Regions from separate parts of the Athene noctua genome. Here region 2 is linked to region 1. A link is a contact called in public Hi-C data. All regions are on one chromosome and are shown on one strand. Each heading gives the region's core, a stretch centred on a gene start, on an enhancer-like site or on the middle of the called end of the contact. The rest is flanking DNA. Distances are from core to core; before and after follow the strand shown. Region 1 holds the start of CCT5 (chaperonin containing TCP1 subunit 5). Region 2 holds the start of SNRNP48 (small nuclear ribonucleoprotein U11/U12 subunit 48).

Evidence for each region. A called contact is a pair of places that touch in the nucleus more often than the background predicts.
Region 2: a Hi-C map of liver shows a contact between it and region 1, with 3 times the contacts expected there. The contact joins the promoter of SNRNP48 here to the promoter of CCT5 in region 1. A contact is called at or near these places in 2 of 2 Hi-C or Micro-C datasets (heart and liver).

The regions. Positions count from the first base shown.
Region 1 is chr2:79,309,393-79,313,721 of bAthNoc1.hap1.1, forward strand. CCT5 (chaperonin containing TCP1 subunit 5) reads left to right here and starts at 2,104. Exons shown (of 10, transcript XM_074897839.1): 1 at 2,104-2,250; 2 at 3,089-3,149; 3 at 3,913-4,111. The coding sequence starts at 2,146. It overlaps ATPSCKMT (ATP synthase c subunit lysine N-methyltransferase), which reads right to left and starts at 1,962. Exons shown (of 5, transcript XM_074899503.1): 1 at 1,770-1,962; 2 at 1,008-1,291. The coding sequence starts at 1,286.
Region 2 is chr2:79,504,851-79,508,881 of bAthNoc1.hap1.1, forward strand. It overlaps SNRNP48 (small nuclear ribonucleoprotein U11/U12 subunit 48), which reads right to left and starts at 2,739. Exons shown (of 9, transcript XM_074897843.1): 1 at 2,655-2,739; 2 at 2,451-2,564; 3 at 2,161-2,221; 4 at 1,381-1,455. The coding sequence starts at 2,690.

The DNA of each region.
Region 1 (4,329 bases), core at 854-3,353:
AAATTAGATCCCTCAGATGAGGGTCAACAGCCAGAATGCTGAGCAGAGAGAGCCTAAGAAACTGTAGTTCTCTCATACCTACGTGCATTTCTGTTTCTTACTTGGGTACAATTCCATCTAAACCACCTTCACAGATTTAGATTTACAAATCAGATTTTTAGTGTGGACAAACGGTTGACTCATTCACATGAAATATGGACAAAAGTAGCATTCAAGAAGTTACTTGTTTCCACTAAAAAAAAACCATTTAGCTCACCAGCCCGATGCTAAAACTGACTTAAAGCAGATGGTTATGAAACGATACATGAAACATCACAACTACAAAAAAAACCCCACACCATTCTCCACTATACCCTGACCACCACGTTTTACAAATTGGGGTTCAGACAACATCCTGGAAGCACAGTATCACTTTGGCTTTGGTGATTCCCATTGTTTCTCTTGGTAATTATTCTAGTTTCACTACATTGATTTTGAAGTGGGGCAGCCAGCACTGCTCAAAGGTGTGAAGGCTACAGTTTTAACAATACCAGTTTTTTTGTCATCCATCACTCATTTCTCGTTCTTTTGTTCTTCTATCACTTTTATACAATAAGCATAGAGCTGCAGCTCCAAAAGCCCAGTGCTATTTAATCTCACAGACTCACGCACTGCAGCTGTAAACCTATGTGGAATCACAGCTTTTCAGCAATCATAATACCAATACTTTAATCACATCTCTTCACATGAATGCAGCGCCATTCCCTCCAGCCAACAGGATGAGGTTATCGTTTCGTACCACTACCTTGTCAAGCTGCAGGTAAGACTGGAGCAAAAATAATTAATTACTCACCTAAACTAAATGTAAAATTTTCTCAGCTTTAAGCCTTTTCTTAAGACTGAAATAAAATCACTAGATGCCAAAGACAAGCCATTCATAAATAGAAGAAAACAACAGCAGCCACAACTGCAGCATTTGGCACTTTTTTGAGAGGTGATACAAAAGGACAGCAATGTCCATAACTTACAATACGGCCATCCCCGCTACCAATGTCAACTAGGGAGCCACTTCTGTTTTCTAACATTTTCAGCACATTCTGGATCTGAGTGGAAGTTGCAGGAACGAAGGGCAGGCATACTTTCCTCAGAGCCGGGGTCACGAAGGGGGTGACCACCGCATAGAGTGCCACCAAGGCCCCACCAACACCAGCAGTGACCAACAGCCCCCACCTGCTCCTTCTGGAGCTGCCCTCACAATCCTCTTGTGGGCCTGCTTCATGGCTTTTGTTTGCTAGTGCCTTGGACATCTCACCTAAAGACAGAGAGAGTATTTTCTTTAATAGCTTTATTATGTACTCACTTAAGACAAAGTAGTATATTACATCAGGGAGATAGGACATCAGGGAAAAAAAGCTTATATACCCTTAGTTGATTCCTAGACCCTAGGGAAATGTTACTATTACAGTGAGAAGCAGTTTCCATTTAAGCCCGCAGTTCTTCCCACCCAGTACAGCTTAAAGACAGCACAGGCAAAGACCTCCCTGCCACGGCCCGCCCGGGACCCCGCGCTGAGGGAAACCGAGTCCCTGAGCAGTTATTGTTCTTCCCCTCAGGAGGAACTTTTCTCCAGAGCACAACGCTGCCAGCAAGGCGGCCTCTCAGCTAACCACCCACCTACCCCGACAGCTCGAACCCCCCTCAATCCACCCAGCAGCCCTCCTCGGCCGCCATTATTTATAGGGAAGGGCAATACCACCGCGCTATGCGGGGGGGGGGGGGGACACAGAAACCTTTCTGAAGGCGCTTCGGAGTGGAGCAGCGCGCACTCTCCCGCCGTGTCTCTGTCTTTATTCCTTGACGTTCACGTCCCCCGGTGCAGGCCGCTGCTGCCGCGCTTAGCGGCCCTATTCTGTCTAATCGAGCCTGCTTCCCCCCCTGCCCCCCCAGCTGGCGGAGGGGGCCGCGGAAGCCGCGCGCCTCCCAGCGCGCCGGGTGCTTCCAGAAAGCTCCGCTGGAGGCGCCAAATAGGTCCCGCGCGCGAAAAGTGTCTCGCGGCTGCCGGCTGCGCAGGCACAGAGCGGGGCGGGGCAGGGGCGAGCGTGCTGCGTCACGGCGCGGCTGCATCCGGCGCGTGCGTGCGTGTGGTGCGGGGGAGCAGCGGCAGCCATGTCGGCCATGGGGACTCTGGCGTTTGATGAGTATGGGCGCCCCTTCCTCATCCTTAAGGACCAGGAGCGCAAGACGCGCCTCATGGGGCTCGAGGCGCTCAAGGTGAGCGGGGGGCTGCTGGGGTCGCCGGTTCGTCCGCGGGCGCCCGCTGGGCGGGCTGGGCTGGGCCGGGCCGCGCCGCGCCATGCTGCCGTCAGGGGCGGGGAGCGGCCGCCGTGGGGCCTCGGCGGGAGGATGGCGCTTGCTGGGGCGAGGTGGTCCTGCGCTTGTCTTCTGCCCCCCCTCAGGCGCAGGGCGCCTGCAGCCTGGTCCAGGCCCACAGGTGTGGGAGGTGACAGGAAAAAGAAGGCATCGGCCCCGGCGCTGGCAGTTCACCACCCGCGGCGTGAGTCCGCGCCTGAGTCGAGTGGCTTCGGAGTCGTCTCCCCTGTCAATGCGACCACGTCTCCGGGGGGCCTCTCGGGAAGGCTCCCCGCAGCCCCCTCCCTTAGATCCGTATCGGCCGCCCCCAGCTCGGTCATTGTTCCCAAGAAGGGCCGTGGCTGAGCGGGTTGGCAGCCTCGCCTGAATGCGTGTGGCTGAAACACTAACGGTGCATGTGGTTTAGGTACTGGTTGATGGAAGAGGGGCGAAATTACACTGGCTTCTCCTTTTGCCGCTGCTTGCTTCTGTTGCCCCCCCACTTTGCTTTCTGTTGCTTCCTTGGACCGTCGTTGTAGCTGCTCTGCTTTTACGTGTTTTAGCTGTGCAAGCGAAGGCACAGTAAATGTTTTTGGCATAAAAACAATACGTATGTATTAATTTTTTTCAGTCATAATTGCCTGTTGTCGGTTAAATCACAATATTTGTATTCTTTATTTTCCCCTGTACTTTTTCCTAGCTTAATGTTATGATTTTGGGATGTATGATAATGGTTTCTTATTTGTCCTTTGTTTTATAGTCTCACATAATGGCAGCAAAGGCTGTAGCAAGTACTCTGAGAACGTCCCTTGGGCCCAATGGTAATAATGAAATAATTTTAATGGTTCTTTCTCAGTAATTGTTTATCGGGATTTTCTAGATTTTTCCTTCATGCCTTGAATATGTTTTTTTAGGCTTGGATAAAATGATGGTGGACAAAGATGGTGAGGTGACTGTGACAAATGATGGTGCTACCATCCTGAATATGATGGATGTGGATCATCAGATAGCCAAGCTTATGGTGGAGCTGTCTAAATCTCAAGATGATGAGATTGGGGATGGGACTACTGGAGTAGTTGGTAAGAAAAGGTTTTAAATTTAACTTAGCTTTTCCAACTTTAAAATCAAGTTTCTTGAGCTATTTTAAGAAATTTTGTGTGAAGTAACAGCAGCTTTGTCTTAAGCACATTTTTAGAGTATTTACTGCTTTGGTGTTCTTGTCAGTTCTTGTATTAGAAGTTTTTTAATCGGAAAGACACTTTTGTGTCTTTTCTAAGTATGGTTACATTTTAAGTTACTGTTGAGACTTCTCTTTGTACTTTCAAAATTTTTATGCATAATTTTCTTCCATTATCTTCAATCTGTCATGCCTTGATGCGCATGCTTCTTTTTAGTCTAACATAAGGTAGTTTTCTTTCTAAGCATATCAAGTAGGGGCTTATTTTCTCATTTAAGAAACCTTGAACTATTAAAATTTACAGAAAAAAAAATCAGAAGGTGTAGTTTTTAATTTTTTGAGAATGTATTAAAATGATGCATCAATCTGTGGAAAAGTCAACTTTCTTTTAAAATTTTGTTTTATAGTTCTGGCTGGAGCGTTACTGGAACAAGCTGAGCAATTACTGGACCGTGGTATTCACCCTATCAGAATAGCAGACGGTTATGAGCAGGCAGCCCGCATTGCTATCGAGCATCTAGACAAAATCAGTGACAGCTTTCCAGTTGATCCACAGAACATTGAACCTCTGATCCAGACAGCAAAGACAACACTGGGCTCTAAAGTGTAAGTCACAATAACTTCAGAAGAGTATTTAAGTTTCCTTTAAAAACACTTCAGGTTGAAAGTGTTTTCATGGATTGTTAAATTGTTGCCTTCAGCAACCACTCCAAGATGTTTCATTTTGGCTAATTTCTCAATGGCCTCTATGTCTGGGGATGAGAAACTGTGAATCCTTTTTCTCTAAAGGGACAATTCCATGAAGTTAAACAGCTGCAAAATCA
Region 2 (4,031 bases), core at 1,489-3,988, 200 kb after region 1:
TGATTAAGACCAGCCTTCCTGTCCTATTATATAGCTATTCTAATGTTCTAAATATGGCTAGAATTTTTTAAAAGCAAAGAAAGATAATTACTTCCTTTGATAGTCAGTCAAAAGGAAAGTACGATGAAAAATGCTTTCCGTTCGTTTCTGTTGCCAAAGACTAAACAATTCCAAGTCAGTAGATCTTACAATAGGCCAGGATGCCACAGAGAACCAGCCCAAGACAGTTTCAGTGTTATCTTCAGAGAAATGCAAGCTTGTGTTGAAATTGGACGGCAAACACTGGCATCTAGTGGCTCACTGATGCATGCTGGCCATGCACCACCTGAGAAAGGGTTTAGCCAGTTCTCTGCTTGGATGTCCTTGTGTCAAATTAATCAATCAGTTCTCTCCAAAGGAAATGCACCCGACACGGTCCAAACAAGTGACCATCACATGAAAGCTCTTTCCCAAGCAACTGTCTGCTAAGGCTCCATTTGCTATGCCAGAGAAACAAAGACAACATGAAAAACTATGCATGAGCAACCTACAAGGAAAGTAGAACAAATGCACTTTTTCTTCTGCTCATATAGGTTTACCAAACTAAAGGACTGCAGACAGTCAATGCTGTATCCTTCAGGTGTTGCAATAATTTCAAAATTATATGCTGCAGGTGTGAAATAGTTTCTATAGGTAGCCCTACTTTTCTGCTCTGTATTGGTCTGAATTCTAAAAGAGAAGCACTGCTCAGTCTTAACCTGGTTCCCAGACTGGTCACAAAACCCACTGAAAAATGAAACATAAAGGAACTAATGAGCTGAGAGCAGTGGAAAGGACACAATCCTATTTGTAGATGTATCAGGATATTTCTTACACAACTTCTTAGGACAGTCTTGAAACAATCCAACCTAATAATACACATGTTGGGTTTTGATCTGAGAAGTAGTGGACAAGCACACACAGCTCATGTCTAGCAATTAATCCTTAAATGAACCATCACATGAAGAACACAGCTGGAGGCAGCATTAAAAGAGTTTGAGCCATAAAGACCAGAAGGATAATATCGGAACACACAGGCAGAAAGCAAAGGGTAGGTAGTGGGATGGGAAGTGAAGGACGCGTGCTTTAAGAGACTCCTGAATTTTGTACTGTTGATTTTCCACTCCTGAAGAGAACCAGAGATGTGAGCATAACAGACTCGTATTTTCTCTTATCTAATTGTCCTGAGCAGAGAAAGTAGTTATGCTCCAAAATATACAAGGGAAGGAATATTAAAAATAAATTTTAAAAAGTCTTTGCAGCAGTACACAAGTGGAATGAAGGCAGCTCCGAGGGGGGAGACAAGTGCAGCTCTCCACATGAGAGCTGACAAAGTAATCTCAGTATCTGCTTGTTACGTACCTTCACTGTAGCCTGTACCTTCTTTTGCACTTTGAGCTCTAGCTTGCTTAACAATGTGAAACTGTAGATCTTTATCTGCAGACAGAGGAGTCAAAAATATGACAGAACTTTTACATCAAGTACTCGGTAGAGTTAGTCTTTATTCCCCAGCCTCTATTATGAGACGTATTATGTTACAGAACACTGTGGTTTTACTTATGCATAAGGGAAGGTCTGAACTAAAAATATAATCTATTCCATATTTGAACTGAGGGAAAAAAAAAAAAAAAGAAGGATTTCTGAGTTACAGAAAAATCTCCTTCTGTGCCATTCCTATACCCCCAAATTCTAGGGCCAGTCTTTCCACCTCTGAGCATGCATTTTAGTGCACTTTCTGCACTTGATGCAAGGAGAACACAGGTAGAACCTGGAAAATAACCTAAGATGGAGAAAAAGATCCTCCTTGGATTTGAAAATGAAAACAGCCTAGTGACCTACAGAGCAGAATTACACAGCGACAGAAGCATACCAAGGGTAAATGGATGGAAACACTGTATTTTTAGGAGGCCTTGGAAAGTTTACAACTGATGAGGCAGTGGGGTGTGCTACCGCGGGGACCTGGACTCTGCCCCCTCCGCCTGGATCTCCCCTCAGCCCCATCCCCTGCCCCTCTCCGGGGGTCTCTCCTCAGTCCCATCCCCTGCCCTCTCCCCCCGGGTCCCCCCTCAGCCCCGGCTGCCCCCCCGCCGCCGCCGGGGGACGGGGACGGCCCCGTCAGGCAAAGCCCCCGCTGCCGCTCACCCATAGCGACGGTGGGAACCTTCAGGTTTTCGTAGAAAAATCTGGAGTCGTACATCTCGGCCTGCGGGACCAAGCGGCTCAGTCAAGGCCCCGGGGCTGCCCCAGCGACACCGGCTCCGGGCTCGGCCGCCCAGTCGCCCCCGGCCAGCGGGGATCCCCGCCCGCGCCCTCAGGCCGCTGCCGCCCGCTCAGCCGGGCGGGCAGGCGCCGTCCCCGGGGCAGCAGCGCCAGCTCCATGCCCTCGCCCCCCCGAGTAGGGCAACCCGCCCGCCGCCGCCCCGGGCGCCCACCTCCTCCTCTGCGGAGTAGCCCATCTTGCGGAGCCGGCAGGACGCGACGTGCCTCTCCAGCGACGCCCGGGGGACGCGGTGGTGGACGTCGTAGGGGCACGGCACCCGCTCCACCTACCAGCGAGACACGGGTCAGCGTGCACCGCCACCCCTACCCCCTACCCCCGCCCCACGCCCCCGGCGGAACCCCGGCCGCCGCCTTACCGCGTCCCCCAGCCACACCGCGCAGGGAGCCGCCATTGCGCGGCGGGAGGGTGGGCCGGCCGCCGCGGCCCCGTGACCGCCGGGGGCGGAGCCGGCGCCATATTTACTGAGGGCGCTGCTGCCACAGAGAACGGTCGGGCTGCGGCGCCACCTTGCCCGGTTCCAGGAGGGGAGGACACGCTGCCCGCGCTCTGCGGCCGGCAGCCCCGCTCCTTCCTAGCGCGGGAAGGGATTGTAAGAGCTCCGGCGCGCCGCGGCGGGAAACCCGAGGAAGAGTCAGGGCGGAGAGGCGGCAGGGGGCGCGCTGCCCGCCCGTCCGCCCGCCGTCACCTGCGGGCAGGCGGCCTCCGGCCCGGCTGCGACAGCCGGCAGGGCCCGCAGCGCGGGGGGAGGGCGCCGCCTGCCGGCGGGAGGGCGCAGCGGCGGCGCGGGGAGGCCGCGGGCCCCGCCGCGCTCTCCGAGTGCCGGGAAGCGGCGGCCGGGACGTAGCCGGTACAAAAGGGTCTCGTCAGACACAAGGACCGCTAGTCACCGGCTACCCTGTGTAAGGCCGATACTTCGTGCCTCTATTGTGTAAGCCTGATACGATCCAGGCCTCGCTAACGAATTCACTATTGAAGAGATAAAAGATTAATAAGAGGTGAGCATCCTGCCCCAGAAGGCGCCAGAGGCTGGATGATTGCCCAAGAAGCATCAAGTCTGCAAAAATATGTAGAAACGGGGGGAGAGGTAAAGGCGACAGGAGCAGATCACAACCACTGCTGACTCAATTCAAGACCGAAAAACTTGTCCCCTCCCGCAAGTAGCACGCGTGCTAATTTCCACAGCAAGTGAGGCTAATTTAAATATAACTAACCAATAGCAGATGGATTGGTAATTACAGACCAATGAGTGTAAACTTAGATAGGTTTTTACTATTCATGTAATAGGAGAAATAGGCTGTAGTTCCTTGGCGTGGCATGCTGGCTTTCTGGAATTACCCCCTAGCATCCCTCTTTGCTTAGCTGTGGGATAAAACCATTACCTTGGCTCTGAGTGTGAGACTGGCTTTTGCACACTGGGTTACAAAGCCTGTTTGAGGGACAAGGGGGAGACCCACAGAGCCCAGAGGAAGTCCTGTGCCCAGGTGCTCCAGGAACATGTTTGGTCTCTGAGGGGCAGCAGGGTCAGCGGTGCGTGGGGCCGAGGCCAGTGGGCACCAGCAGAAGATGGCAGTGGGCTGCCCAGCGCCGGTGGAAGGGGCTGGCAGCCACAGGAAAGCATCTGCAGCCAGAAACCTGGCCCCGGGTGTGAGCTCAAACCTCAGCAGCAGCAGGTCAGGCCCAGGCTCACTGTGAGCCTGTTGTGGGGGGTGCCCCACACCGTGTGGCCTCTGGG